Regions from separate parts of the Sus scrofa genome. Here all the other regions are linked to region 4. A link is a contact called in public Hi-C and HiChIP or PLAC-seq data. All regions are on one chromosome and are shown on one strand. Each heading gives the region's core, a stretch centred on a gene start, on an enhancer-like site or on the middle of the called end of the contact. The rest is flanking DNA. Distances are from core to core; before and after follow the strand shown. Region 1 holds the start of YWHAQ (14-3-3 protein theta). Region 2 has its middle 55 kb from the start of ASAP2. Region 3 holds the start of ASAP2 (arf-GAP with SH3 domain, ANK repeat and PH domain-containing protein 2). Region 4 holds the start of ITGB1BP1 (integrin beta-1-binding protein 1).

Evidence for each region. A called contact is a pair of places that touch in the nucleus more often than the background predicts. HiChIP or PLAC-seq counts read pairs in DNA pulled down with a chosen protein or histone mark.
Region 1: a contact with region 4 is called in an H3K27ac HiChIP or PLAC-seq map of alveolar macrophages. The contact joins the promoter of YWHAQ here to the promoter of ITGB1BP1 in region 4. A contact is called at or near these places in 1 of 5 promoter capture datasets (liver) and 1 of 2 datasets of contacts at active chromatin or transcription factors (alveolar macrophages).
Region 2: a contact with region 4 is called in an H3K27ac HiChIP or PLAC-seq map of alveolar macrophages. The contact joins the enhancer-like site here to the promoter of ITGB1BP1 in region 4. A contact is called at or near these places in 1 of 5 promoter capture datasets (liver), 10 of 47 Hi-C or Micro-C datasets (alveolar macrophages, embryonic fibroblasts, heart right ventricle and 5 more) and 1 of 2 datasets of contacts at active chromatin or transcription factors (alveolar macrophages).
Region 3: a Hi-C map of embryonic fibroblasts shows a contact between it and region 4, with 1.9 times the contacts expected there. The contact joins the promoter of ASAP2 here to the promoter of ITGB1BP1 in region 4. A contact is called at or near these places in 1 of 5 promoter capture datasets (liver) and 3 of 47 Hi-C or Micro-C datasets (embryonic fibroblasts, heart right ventricle and retroperitoneal adipose tissue).

Annotation. Positions count from the first base shown.
Region 1 is chr3:126,737,473-126,740,562 of Sscrofa11.1, reverse strand. YWHAQ (14-3-3 protein theta) reads right to left here and starts at 1,768. Exons shown (of 6, transcript XM_021087862.1): 1 at 1,614-1,768; 2 at 861-1,218. The coding sequence starts at 1,154.
Region 2 is chr3:127,136,216-127,138,915 of Sscrofa11.1, reverse strand. No RefSeq gene overlaps it. Among named protein-coding and RNA genes, the nearest start is that of ASAP2, 55 kb to the right of the region's middle. Within about 2 kb of position 1,350, at least 10 of the 83 cell types and tissues checked have an H3K27ac peak or open chromatin away from gene starts, as enhancers often do. A contact at or near this core is called in alveolar macrophages, where this site is marked.
Region 3 is chr3:127,081,539-127,084,313 of Sscrofa11.1, reverse strand. ASAP2 (arf-GAP with SH3 domain, ANK repeat and PH domain-containing protein 2) reads left to right here and starts at 1,367. Exons shown (of 28, transcript XM_021087867.1): 1 at 1,367-1,569. The coding sequence starts at 1,444.
Region 4 is chr3:126,904,320-126,907,047 of Sscrofa11.1, reverse strand. It overlaps ITGB1BP1 (integrin beta-1-binding protein 1), which reads right to left and starts at 1,269. Exons shown (of 7, transcript XM_005662751.3): 1 at 1,138-1,269. CPSF3 (cleavage and polyadenylation specificity factor subunit 3) reads left to right here and starts at 1,349. Exons shown (of 19, transcript XM_013996349.2): 1 at 1,349-1,561; 2 at 2,568-2,643.

The sequences.
Region 1 (3,090 bases), core at 519-3,018, 170 kb after region 4:
TTAAAAACTTATCTTACCGATCGAAAGACCCATACAATGACAAAGCTAAAAACGTTCTCTCTCACTAATAAGAGTGAATCACAGCAGGCACCCTACTCCACCCAACAGCCACCCACGCTAAGACTGGACAGTTCAAAACCTGCAAAGTCCTCCTTGCCTCCTCCACACCAGATACGAATTCACTTCAACACATTCGTGTTTCAGCGTAGCTATGTCATAGCAAGGAAACGCTGTCAGGTACTGAAATTTGGCAGGACATTCGATTTAGCGGTGCTCTTTTCACTTTTACCAAATTCCCCCCTTTCCCCGTTTTTAACAAGGAAAAAGCTCAACAGATACTCTTGCTTGAAAAATGAAGCACCCATTCAGATTTTCGTAAAGTTCCACGACTAGGTTTGGAAAGAAAACCAAGCCTTGCTCACACACGTATCGAACAGGAGCCCGGCACCTTCTTTCAAAGGAAGCCTGACGCCTATGAATTGATTAACTACATTTAAAGGGTTCCCAGGTTTCCTCTGTAAGCTTGAACACGATGCTCAGTCTTGTACAAACCCACTCGCGTGTTTCAAAGTTACAATGGTGGGGAAGCAACCCAGCATCTAAGAAAAACCTACTTACCACTGGGGCGGGGAGAAGCAGCTTCTGGATCTCAAGAACTGAAATAACACAGCGAGCAGGCCAAGGCTATAACCTCCTCAAACCCTCGACGTCGGCAGACAATCGGGAAAGGCCCGGCCCGACTCGGTCCCCGTGAAATTCTCAAGGGAGGGCCTTACACAAAGGGGCCCCGGCGCCCCGGGACGCACGGCTCCCCGGCTCCCGCCGCCCGGCCTCCCGCCCCCGGAGGGTCGCACACTCACCAGGACCGTGGTGCAGATGGACCGCAGCTCGGACTCCACTTTCTCCCGATAGTCCTTAATCAGCTGCAACTTCTTGTCGGAGGTGTCGGTCTTCTGCTCGATGCTCGAGATGACCCTCCAGGCGGACCTGCGGCCCCCGACCACGTTCTTGTAGGCCACCGAGAGCAGGTTGCGCTCCTCGTTGGACAGCTCGGCGCCCTGCTCCGTCACGGCCTTCATGCAGGTGGCCATGTCGTCGTAGCGCTCGGCCTGCTCGGCCAGCTTCGCCTTCTGGATCAGCTCCGTCTTCTCCATGGGGCCGGGGACAGGGCAGCGAGGGCGAGCACCGACCCGGACAGCGAGCAGGCGTGCGGCGGGCCTGCGGGAGGGCGGGGGCAGGAGGGCGGGGGCGGCGCCGTCAGACAATGCGCCCGCCGCCCGGCCGCCCGCCCGCGGCGCCTTTTGTCTGTCCCCGCACGCGCGGCCCAGTTGAATTTCCCTCCCCCGCCCACGCTCCCCACGGGGCGCCCGGGAGGCCCGGGGGGCGCCCGCCCAGGCGGCCCCGGGCGGGAGAAGGAGGAGGAGGAGGAAGGGCCGCTCCCGCGCCCGCCCGGCCCAAGATGGAAGCGGCCGTTGGCCCGCACCTTCCCGCCGGAGCCGCCCCTGAGGAGAGCGGCGTCGAGGCCAGCGGCCGCTCCCCCCGGGGCTGGCCTCCCGCCCGGCTCTCAGGCCCGGCCAGGCCCGAGGAAGGCCGGGGGCGACCCTGGCGCTCACCTTCACGTCTCCGCGGCCGCGGCGCGAGTCCCACCACTTTGATCGGCTTTTGGCTTTAGCCGAGGACCCTCCCGTCTCAGCCTACCTCGGAGCCGAGAGGCGGGCCGCCGCGCGGCTGCCCTCGCTCCCGCCGCCCAATGGCGCGCCGAGAGGTCCCCTAGGGTCCCGCCTCCCGCTCCGCCTCTGGCCAATGAGCACTGAGCGCGCGGAAGGGGGCGAAGGGGGCGGGGCGGGAGGGGAAGCGGAGGCTAGGAGGGTGGGTCGGCTTGGGCAAGTTCGGTTGGCTCGCAGGCTGCGGCTTCGGCCACGGGGTTTCCTCCAATTAGATCCAGGGTAAAAGGACGTCACTGTTGCCATGGCGATGCTGTTACCAACTCCCCTCATCCTCCCCGCCACCCCCAGCCCTCGTGGGTGCGGCACGGGAGCGGGCGGTTCGCACGACCTCTCCTGCAGTGGCCGGGTCTCCTGCTGCAGCACCGCTGCAGATGGGGCATTGCATCTTGTGGGCTAATTAATGCAGCTGCGGCTCTCCTGAGCCCCGGTGAGGTCGGGCCTGGGAGGGTGATACCATCGGCTGTTTGTTGCACAAATGCCTTTCTTTCCTCCACCTTCCTATTCGTGACAAACGTTTGAAGCTCAGTACACAGAACCCAGCCTTTAATGACGTTGCGATGGGGACTGCGAATTAGATATAATCCCATCCCCATTAAAGAGGAATTCGTTTCTGGAGAAAGCGGCTTAAGCAAGGGTCTTACACGAGAAATTCATTTTCAGACGGGTACCTAAACCCTGAAGTTCCCTTGGAAAATACCAAAAAAAAAGTCCAGACAGGTCTCTCTGGCGATGCCAGATGTTGCGATTTTCTTTAAAATGGGAAATGACATGATTAAGGATAATCTGAAGAAACACACTCTTCCCCCAACTGTTTTTATATTTCTTTTCAGCATTCCCAGGTCATGTGTCTAAATTCATATTTTTCCCATCATTGTGGTCTTACATGTACATGCTTTTTATTTTCTGGTATTAATTTTGAAAGGACGCTTGCAAAGCTCAACTTCCCTCTCTAGATGTTGACTTCTGACTTTCTCCTTGTGAACACCCTTCTGGCATGAGAATGATCTGCCCAAATGCCTTTTATCCAGGGTCATGGCTATCCCTTTCCTTTCGCTTCAAACTGGGCACTCCCCTCCAGCCACTCCCTTCTCTCCTGGCACTCCCTGAATAAGGTGCTGTCCTGAGTGTCTGGGCTCAGGCTACCATGATTCCAGGTCCAGCCCAACACAGGGAAAATGGATCATTGAAAGTGAAGAAAGCCACTGCTGAGAAAGAATTTCAGATTCCAAGTAGAGCCTGGAACAGACTTGAAGACTCTAGAATGGAAGATCTGAGGGCCAACAGATGGCCGGAGAAGGTTTGGACTTTCCAGAAATCTAAACTCCCTCCCAGCTGCCCCTCCCAGTCCTGACTCGCAAAGGTT
Region 2 (2,700 bases), core at 101-2,600, 230 kb before region 4:
CCCTTAATCATCCAAGTGCCAAGGCTGAGGGATGGCTCCAGGTTGTCAGAGACCAAGGAGGCCCACCACCAAATGCCAACGTGAACCTGAACCAGATCCTTTTACGACAAAGCCATCCCCGGGATGGCTGACGGGACGTGAATGCCAGCGACCAAAGCATCGCATCCAGCGTCTGTTGGGAGCGGCGGCTGCATTATGGCCGGATAGGAGGAAGTCCTTATTTGCAGGAAATATGCTGAGATATTTGCGGGTGATGGAGCATCATGGCAACTTACACTCAAACGAAAATGTGTCATTTGAGCTGAAGCCTTTCTGTAAGTTTAAGATTGTTTTGCATTTTTTAAAAAACTTTCCCTGTGCACTCACAAAACGATCTCTGGCAAATTCCAGAGAAGAAAAAGCAGGGCTCTATTCCTTCCAGTAGGAATTTAACCAGGAAAATCTAACTGCATGCACCCAGCATAAGAATCTGGTCTGCAGAATGGGGCTCCCTGGAGCAGAAGCTGACTGCTCTCAAATCCTGACAGCACAGACCTCAGAAAGACAGGACCCCAGCCCCTGTGTCAGCCCAGCCCTGAAGAGTGTGCACTCTGCTTTTCCTGAGCACTCTGGGCATATATGGGATTTGGAGTCAAAATGAGCAGGGATTGAATCTCAGCTCACGTTCACTGTGTGATCTTGGGCAAGTCGCTTAACCCCTCTGAGCCTCAGCCTTCTGCTGCGTATAATGTCCACTTTGTCAGGTTGTGGTGCAGATGAGAGAGAATTATGTAGACTGCTTGGTACAGTGCCGGCTTTCAGATATTGGACCTTTGGCAGGCTGCCTCAGAATCCCCAGGGAATCATTTCATGAAAAGAGATTTTCACAACCCACTCCAGAGGTTCTGATGGGGCTGACCTGCCCACTTTCGCTTCCACCTGCTCTCCCCCTTGGGCTGAGCTCAAACCAAAGTATGTGCCGTTTCCCAAATGCACCACGGCACTTCCTCTTACTGCGCCTCTGTACACACCCTTCACCCACATAGAAAGCCTTCCCCCTGTGTCTGATCGGAAAACTCCCACGCATCTTTCAAAGCACAGCTGAAACGTGTCTTCACGTCGTGACCCCCACTTCCCAGTACTCCCTTCTTTGAGCAGCTATTTCATCCATAAGAAGTATAATTATCTCCCTTTTCATGAACCTCTGTTATGTACCTTACATGTCACCTTAAGTGTGTCTTTAAAACAACCACACCAGGAACTAATCATTAGCCTCGTTTTCCTGTTTACATACAAAAAAGCTGAGTCTCAAAGAGCTTAAGTGGCTTAAGGCCCCACAGCTGGCAGGGGCAGAGCCAGAACTGTGCCTCCCGGCATCTCCAGCACTTGTCATCATTGTCTTGGCTCTGGACGTGCCCGCCTGTAAGCTCTCTGTTGACAGGGACTGGGTCCATTCTCCCCGGTCCCAGCTAGACTATCTCCCGATACACCAACAGTAGGGACCATAAACGTTGGCCCATATCTCCCAGGTCCACACCGCCTTCCCTCACACTGGACTTGCCCAGAGCTGGGAGCCTCTGAGGTTGGCTGAACTGTGTACCGGTGGAAGGTGATGGATCAGCATTTATCTTCCTCAGGGTGCAGAACTCAAACGAACCAGGAGATGGCGCCACTGCACCACTCAGGCCCCGCCGCGCAGCGCCATCGGGAGCGTTCCGTTGGGCGTGTGTCTGAGGCTGTGATGAGCTGAATCTGCAAAATTCAGACTTCATGGCTGGAAAAATTAACGTGCAAATGACAGAATAAAAATATAGGGAGACCATGAAATTGATACTGGCACCTCCCTCCTCCCTGGGGAAAAAATATCCTCCTTCCTTAAGTAGGAGTTGGCTTGCTAAAGCTTTCAGGAGACTCAGCCGGGGCTGGGCTTCTTACTGGAAAAAGCGCCAAGCCGGTGGCATCTAACCCCAAACAGCTGAGTGCGAGGGTGAATGTGACCCCGGTGTCTAGCCTCCCCACAGTGACATCCAGGTCCCCTCAGCCTTGGTTACAGTATTGGCTGCTGTTGACATAGTATCAAACAGGCTGACATTTTTCCAAAAGCCCAAATATGGTACACCCGGTTCCACAGAACATTCCAGAGGCAAATTGCTTCTGGAGAGCATCGCAGGGGGACCACCACGTGGGCTGATGATTTGGGGATGAAGAAGCAGGTCTGGAAAGCTGGGGAGCCGAGGGCTAAGACAAGAGCAGGTGGCTGCCGGCCACGTGGTGCCCTCGAGGGGAGCCGGGGCCTCTTCCTCTCCCAGGAATTTCTCTTTCAGGAGGCCTCTCCCAGGAGCCAGAGCCAAGCCTCTTCCTCCAGCTGGTATTCGGCTCCTACCTCCTCCCTCCCCGCGCGGCAGCGTCTCCTCCAAGCCCATGGCCTTCGGTGTCTGTCAGTGCGGACGTGGGTGAGATTCCTGAGGTGTGTCTGTCAAAGATGCCCCTGAGAGCCACTGCGAACACAGACATGAAATCAATGAGAACACACACATGCTCGGGGGTGCTGGGTACACAACTCTGCACGCATCATAGAATTGCACAGAACTGTCCACACACGGTATTAAACCGGGGAGGGCTGAGCAGGCTCAGGGGGGCAGCTCCTGGATTTGATACGAGATAGGACCACTGAGTGGAACTGGATGAAGGCCTAATTGTACATATTTTTTTTTTACAACT
Region 3 (2,775 bases), core at 118-2,617, 180 kb before region 4:
TTAAGAGCTGTGCAATGAAAATCTGTGCTGATGCAAACTCTTTACCGGATCAGTTATGGATGGATGAGCTTTGCCCCCTTCTGCTGCACGTTCTTGCTGCTTCTCTCACACACTGCCTGGGTACCCTCCACTTCCTTCAGGGTATCACTTCAGGGTTATTATCTTCCCACAGTGGGTCCTGGCCTGGTACCCCAAAGCTATTTCCAACTAACCAAGAAGGACGGAGGATTGTCAGGAAGAGATAAGGAGACACGACTGGGACATTAACCAGGGGTCCTGTAAGTACTTGGAAGCGCCCAGACTGCCACCCCAGGAGGACATGGATTTGAACCCCTACCGGGTCATTCAATCATGTACTCTCGGGAGCACCGCTTGTCTTCCGTGTAAAATCAATAGCCCTCTCTTTACCCGCCTGACAGGTTGTGACAATGGGGGGGTGGCGGGGGGGGCAATACGTAGCGCCCCAGAGCACTGTGGTCATTTCTCGTTCCTGTCCTGCCGAACCCCAAACTGGCGGGAGGCATCTGCCCGGCCGAGCCCAGCGTCCTGCAGGGGGCGAGCTGCTCACACGTTCGCCCGCGCCTGGACGGGTATCCCCGGCGGTTTCGGGGGGACACCCAGAAGGGCTCCAGGCCCGGGGTGGGGTAGGGACGAGAGGGGCGGACGCGGGCTCGGCCCGGGAGGGGGCGCGCGCCGCCGCCGCCGCCGGGCACGCGCTCGGGAGCCCGGGTGGGAGTCCAGGCCAGGGCGGGGCGGGTCCCCTCAGGGTCGGATGCGGGCCCGTCTGCTCCGCGGGCCCGGCGGGGCGCGACCCCGAACCCCGACGCGCGGCGGGCGCCCGAACGCCGAGACAATGCGGCGCGCGGCGGCGGGCGGGCGAGCGGCTCGGTGGGCCGGGGCGCGCGCCTCCTTCCTTCCTTCCTGCAGCCCCAGCTTCCCGGCGGCGGCGGCGGCGGCGGCGAGCGCGCGGATTGGCGGCCCGGCCCTCAGCACCGCCCCGCCCCGCGCCCGGCCGGCCGCCGCCCCCGGCCCGGACCCGCCCCTCTCCGCGGGAGTCGCTCGGGGCCCGCGGCTGGGTGGCGGGCACTTCCCGCCGGCTGTGCGCGTCCGCCTCGGGGCTCGCTCGGGAGCGCAGGCGGCGGCGGCGGAGCCCTCGGCGCGGCGGGCGGACGGGCCGGACCCGAGCTGCGCGGGGCTGCGCGCGCGGCCCCTGCTCCCGCCGCCCGGCCCCGCGGGCGGCCGACCTGCGCCCTGCGGCAGCTCGTGCGTCTCCCGCGGCGGCGGCGGCGGCGGCCCGCGCCCCGGCGCTTCCCTTTGTCCGCGGGCCGGGCGAGCTGCGGGCGCGGCGAGGGCGGCGGCGGCGGCGTCCGAGCGGCGGGTGGGAGCCCGCGCGGCGGCTGAGGCGGCGGCTCCCCCGCGGCCGGCCGCCCGCGCGTCGAGGCGATGCCGGACCAGATCTCCGTGTCGGAATTCGTGGCCGAGACCCATGAGGACTACAAGGCGCCCACGGCCTCGAGCTTCACCACGCGCACGGCGCAGTGCCGGAACACCGTGGCCGCCATCGAGGAGGTGAGCGGCGCCGCGCGGGCCTCGCCGGGCGGCTCCGGCCGCAGGTAGCGCCGCGCCCGCCCCGCCAGCCCGCCCCCGCCCCGGGCCCCCGCTCCCGCATCCCGGGAAAAGTTTCTGTTCCTCGGAATCCGGACGCGGCCGGGCGGACGCAGCCGAAACAGAAGCCCTTTGTTCCGTGGAGGTGGCTCGGAGGGGACGGCGGCGGGCGGGCTGGCTACCTCGGGCCTTTTGTGGACCCCTCCCTCCCTCGGTTCCCTCTCGGGCCCCGGCGGCCCCCTCGCCCCTCCGCGCCGCCAACTTTGGCCCGGGAGTCGACGCGGGCGGTGAGCGGGGTCCGCTCGTCCGCCGCGGCCGGGGTCGTCGGCTGCCCGCGGTCCCCCGGCGCCCACCTCCCAACTTGTCCAAGTGCGCCTGCCCGGCGCCTCCTGGGCGCTGCCCTGGGCCCCGCTCCGGCCGACGCTCGGGTGGATCCGGGGGACCCTGGCTGCCCGAGAAAGGTGTGCTCACCTTCGCCGGGAAGGCCTGAGCCACCCCGCAGCGCGCCCGGCGCGAGCCCGGGGAGCCCGGCTTCCGATCCCCAGGCCTTTGCTAGCCTCCCTCCCCCCAGGGACGCGGGTCTCACCTGCTCGCGCCCCTGGACGCCCCCCTTCGCCACCAGCCTGGAAAAGGCCCGATTTTGGTCAAGGTGCAAAGTCATCGTCTAGGGTTAAACTAGTAAGCCCTCCACATCCTGCGGAGAGAGCACTTAGGAACCAGCAAGCTTGGGGACAGTCGAAGCAGCCTGTGACCGAGGGTCCGAGTTTGAGAGCCCAGCCCTCTGCCTTCATTTTCCTCACCTGTCGAATGGGACTAGCATCCTCTCGGGGGTGGTTGGAAGGGTCATTGCGGTCAAGCGCTTGGCTGATAATAGGTGACTGGTTTATGTCACGTGCCTGCATTGAATAGATGATTCAGTCTGGCCTGGCCAGCATGTCCAGTTACATTCTTAAAATGGGGCACACTAGGTATTTTAGAAGAAGATGACTGGGATGGCGTGAGGGAGGGAGGTCACCAGAGCGCCTTCAATTAAGCCAGGGCACTCATTTTTTTGCCCACTTGAACAAAGCAGCTGCTGTTAGGAATTGCTTGGGGAAAAAAAATCCAGAATGTTTTCCCTCAATGGAAATTTTTTTCTTTGTAGACATAAACAGTCAATAGGAGGCTAAA
Region 4 (2,728 bases), core at 20-2,519:
TAGGGCCAAACCTGCAGCATATGGAGGTTCCCAGGCTAGGAGTCTAATTGGAGCTGTAGCCATTGGCCTACGCCACAGCCACAGCAACACTAGATCCGAGCTGCATCTGCAACCTACGCCACAGCTCACAGCAACACCGGATCCTTAACCCACTGAGCGAGGCCAGGGATCAAACTGACAACCTCACAGTTCCCACTCGGATTCATTTCCGCTGCGCCACAACGGGAACTCCTTAGATATCTCAATCTTAGCATGAGTCGGTTATTGTCTACTTGTAACTATCTCACTCTGAACTGTGAGCTCCTCAAACGCTAGGTCCTTCATCTCTGAATACCCAATGCCTGGCACAGCCTGGCAGGGGACAAGCTTAATAAACCGGAGAGCATCTTGTCACTCAGATGACAACTCCCACACTAAGTGCCTATGGTGCCCTGTCCAGTGCTGGGTGCTATATCCTCTGAGCCTCTCCACGGACCAGCAAGGCTGCAGTATGACAGCCTCTTTCAAATGAGGCAGCTAAAGCTCAAAGTGCGCCCATGGCCACTAATAACGGGTAAGGCTAAGTTTGGAACCTTGGTAGAGGTGGCTTCAAAACTCTTTCTAGACCCCCTCCTGCTTCCCCACGTACTCCTTCCTCACTGTTGTGAGCGCTTGCCACGTGCTGATGCGCAGGACAACAGTAAACAAAACAGACCAACGCCGGCCCCGGGCGGTGGTTCGGAAAAAGGGCTGAAGCCCCAACGGGGGGAGACACCAACAGGAGCCCGCACAAAAAGTGAGCACTCTTCACCACGTCTGAAACCAGAGCCTGACACCGGGAGCAGCCCCGGGGATGCTCCCACCCCGTCCCCCTTTCCGACAGGACCCATCCACAGACCACATCCGTCGTCACCGGAGCGGCGGTCCCGCCCAAGACAGATATCAGGCACCAGGCACTGCCTTCTCCGCAGGCCCGGGCTCGCCCCTCAGCTCCTGCCGCGGCTCCCGCGCCGCCTCGGGGCCTAGAACACCGACCCCGGGGAAGGCGGGTCCCAGGAGAGACCGCGACCCCACCCATCTGCCTCCCCGCCGGCACCGCCCTCGGGGCCCGCGTTCCCGGCCAGGCTCGCCAGAGCGCGGCGAGGACCGGGATCTTACCTCACCGCCGCCTGCGGTCGGGGTCAGACACCCACTCCCGGGGGAGCCGGCGCCACAGCAGCCACCTCCGTTCCGATTCCAGCGCCGGCTCTTCCGGACCCCTGGCCCCGCCCTCCAGGCCCCGCCTCCGAAGGCTCGCGCAGGCGCAGTTCTGCCCGGCCCCAGGTTCCCGGGCCCGGGGTGGGGAGGAACCTCGCGAGTCCGGGTCTCCGACCGGAAGTCGAAGGGAGGAGCCTACGGTCGCGGCTCCCGGGGTCCCGGAAGTTGTGGCCTCGGTGAATGAGGTTCTTCCTTCTTTGGTTCCTTCTGGCTTCCAATTTAGATAGACTCCCGCGACCTGTTCCTCTTCCTGGCGTCGCCTCCACACTTCTGAGATGTCTGCGATTCCTGCAGAGGAGAGTGACCAGCTGCTGATCCGACCCCTGTAAGGGACCCGAGAGAGGGGCAATGCAGCCGCGGGGCTGTGGGGCGAGGAGGGCCGGATGGTTGGCCTCGCCAGTCGCCCCCCACGCCAGCCTGCCTCCGCAGGCTGCCCTTAGTCCGCAGTTGCCGGCCGAGCCTCTCCGGCTGAAGGGGTTTGGAGAACTGCCGATCGGAAGGGGCCTGCTGGGTTGAATGGGAGTTTGCTTTCTCGTGAGGCTCAGGGGAGCAGAGTATGTTAAATTTGGGGAGGGGGGGAAATGCCTCTGGGGCCGCTGGGCGCTTCCCTAGACGTCCAGGAGTGGCAAGCTCTAAGGGAACCCGTGATGCCGAGGACGGCCGGATGAGACGAGGACCTGGATACGGCTGTAGCAGTGCACGCTCCAGGACTTAATATTTGCCAAGATGTAAAAGAAGGAATAAACTAGGGCCTTGCTACGAGTTCCATTCTCGGAGAGTGGGGGAGGCAAAAAGTTGGAACGGAGAAAAAGCAGAGATGTTAAGGACGAAATCTCAGCCCCTGATTGTCCTTTCGTTGGAAATGGCCTGTTAGAGAAGCACATTATAGGTCTGGAATGCTGCTCAGAAAGGGAACTATAAATGTGGAGAACTTATCCTATAAGTCAGCAGTTTGAATCCACAAACAGACGTTTATTGTTAGATATGAGTTAGCACCACATGCACCTGTGTGCTCTTTTTCAGAAGCTAGAAAGTATTTCCTTTATACATTGATTTGATACAGACTCATTGAGCACCTACTGGGGACATAACACAAGTTAGCCACTGCTCAGTTCACCCCCGTCCTCTCTTCCTGTGTTCAGCAAACACTGAGTCCGTGCCAAGCACCACACTAGGCAGTAGGGATGTGGTAAGAGTGCTGAGTTCACTGAATTCACCCTTTTGGAGAGAATTGCCAAATGACAGGTCCTGGAGAGAGAGTTTGGAGTAAGAGCAGAGCATTGCTTTGGAGGCAGACCTGAAATCCCTTCTATACTCTTACCGATTCCTAGGACACAACATCACTGAACCCGTGTCCTCATGTGGAAATAATACAGCAACACTTAACTCTGCGGAGTAAAGGCCGTGGTACGTGCTCCGTCAATGGCGACTGCTATAGTGGCGTGGAAAGGCATTGCGCGGAGGCCGTGAGCGCATGGAAAAGGGGTTTCCA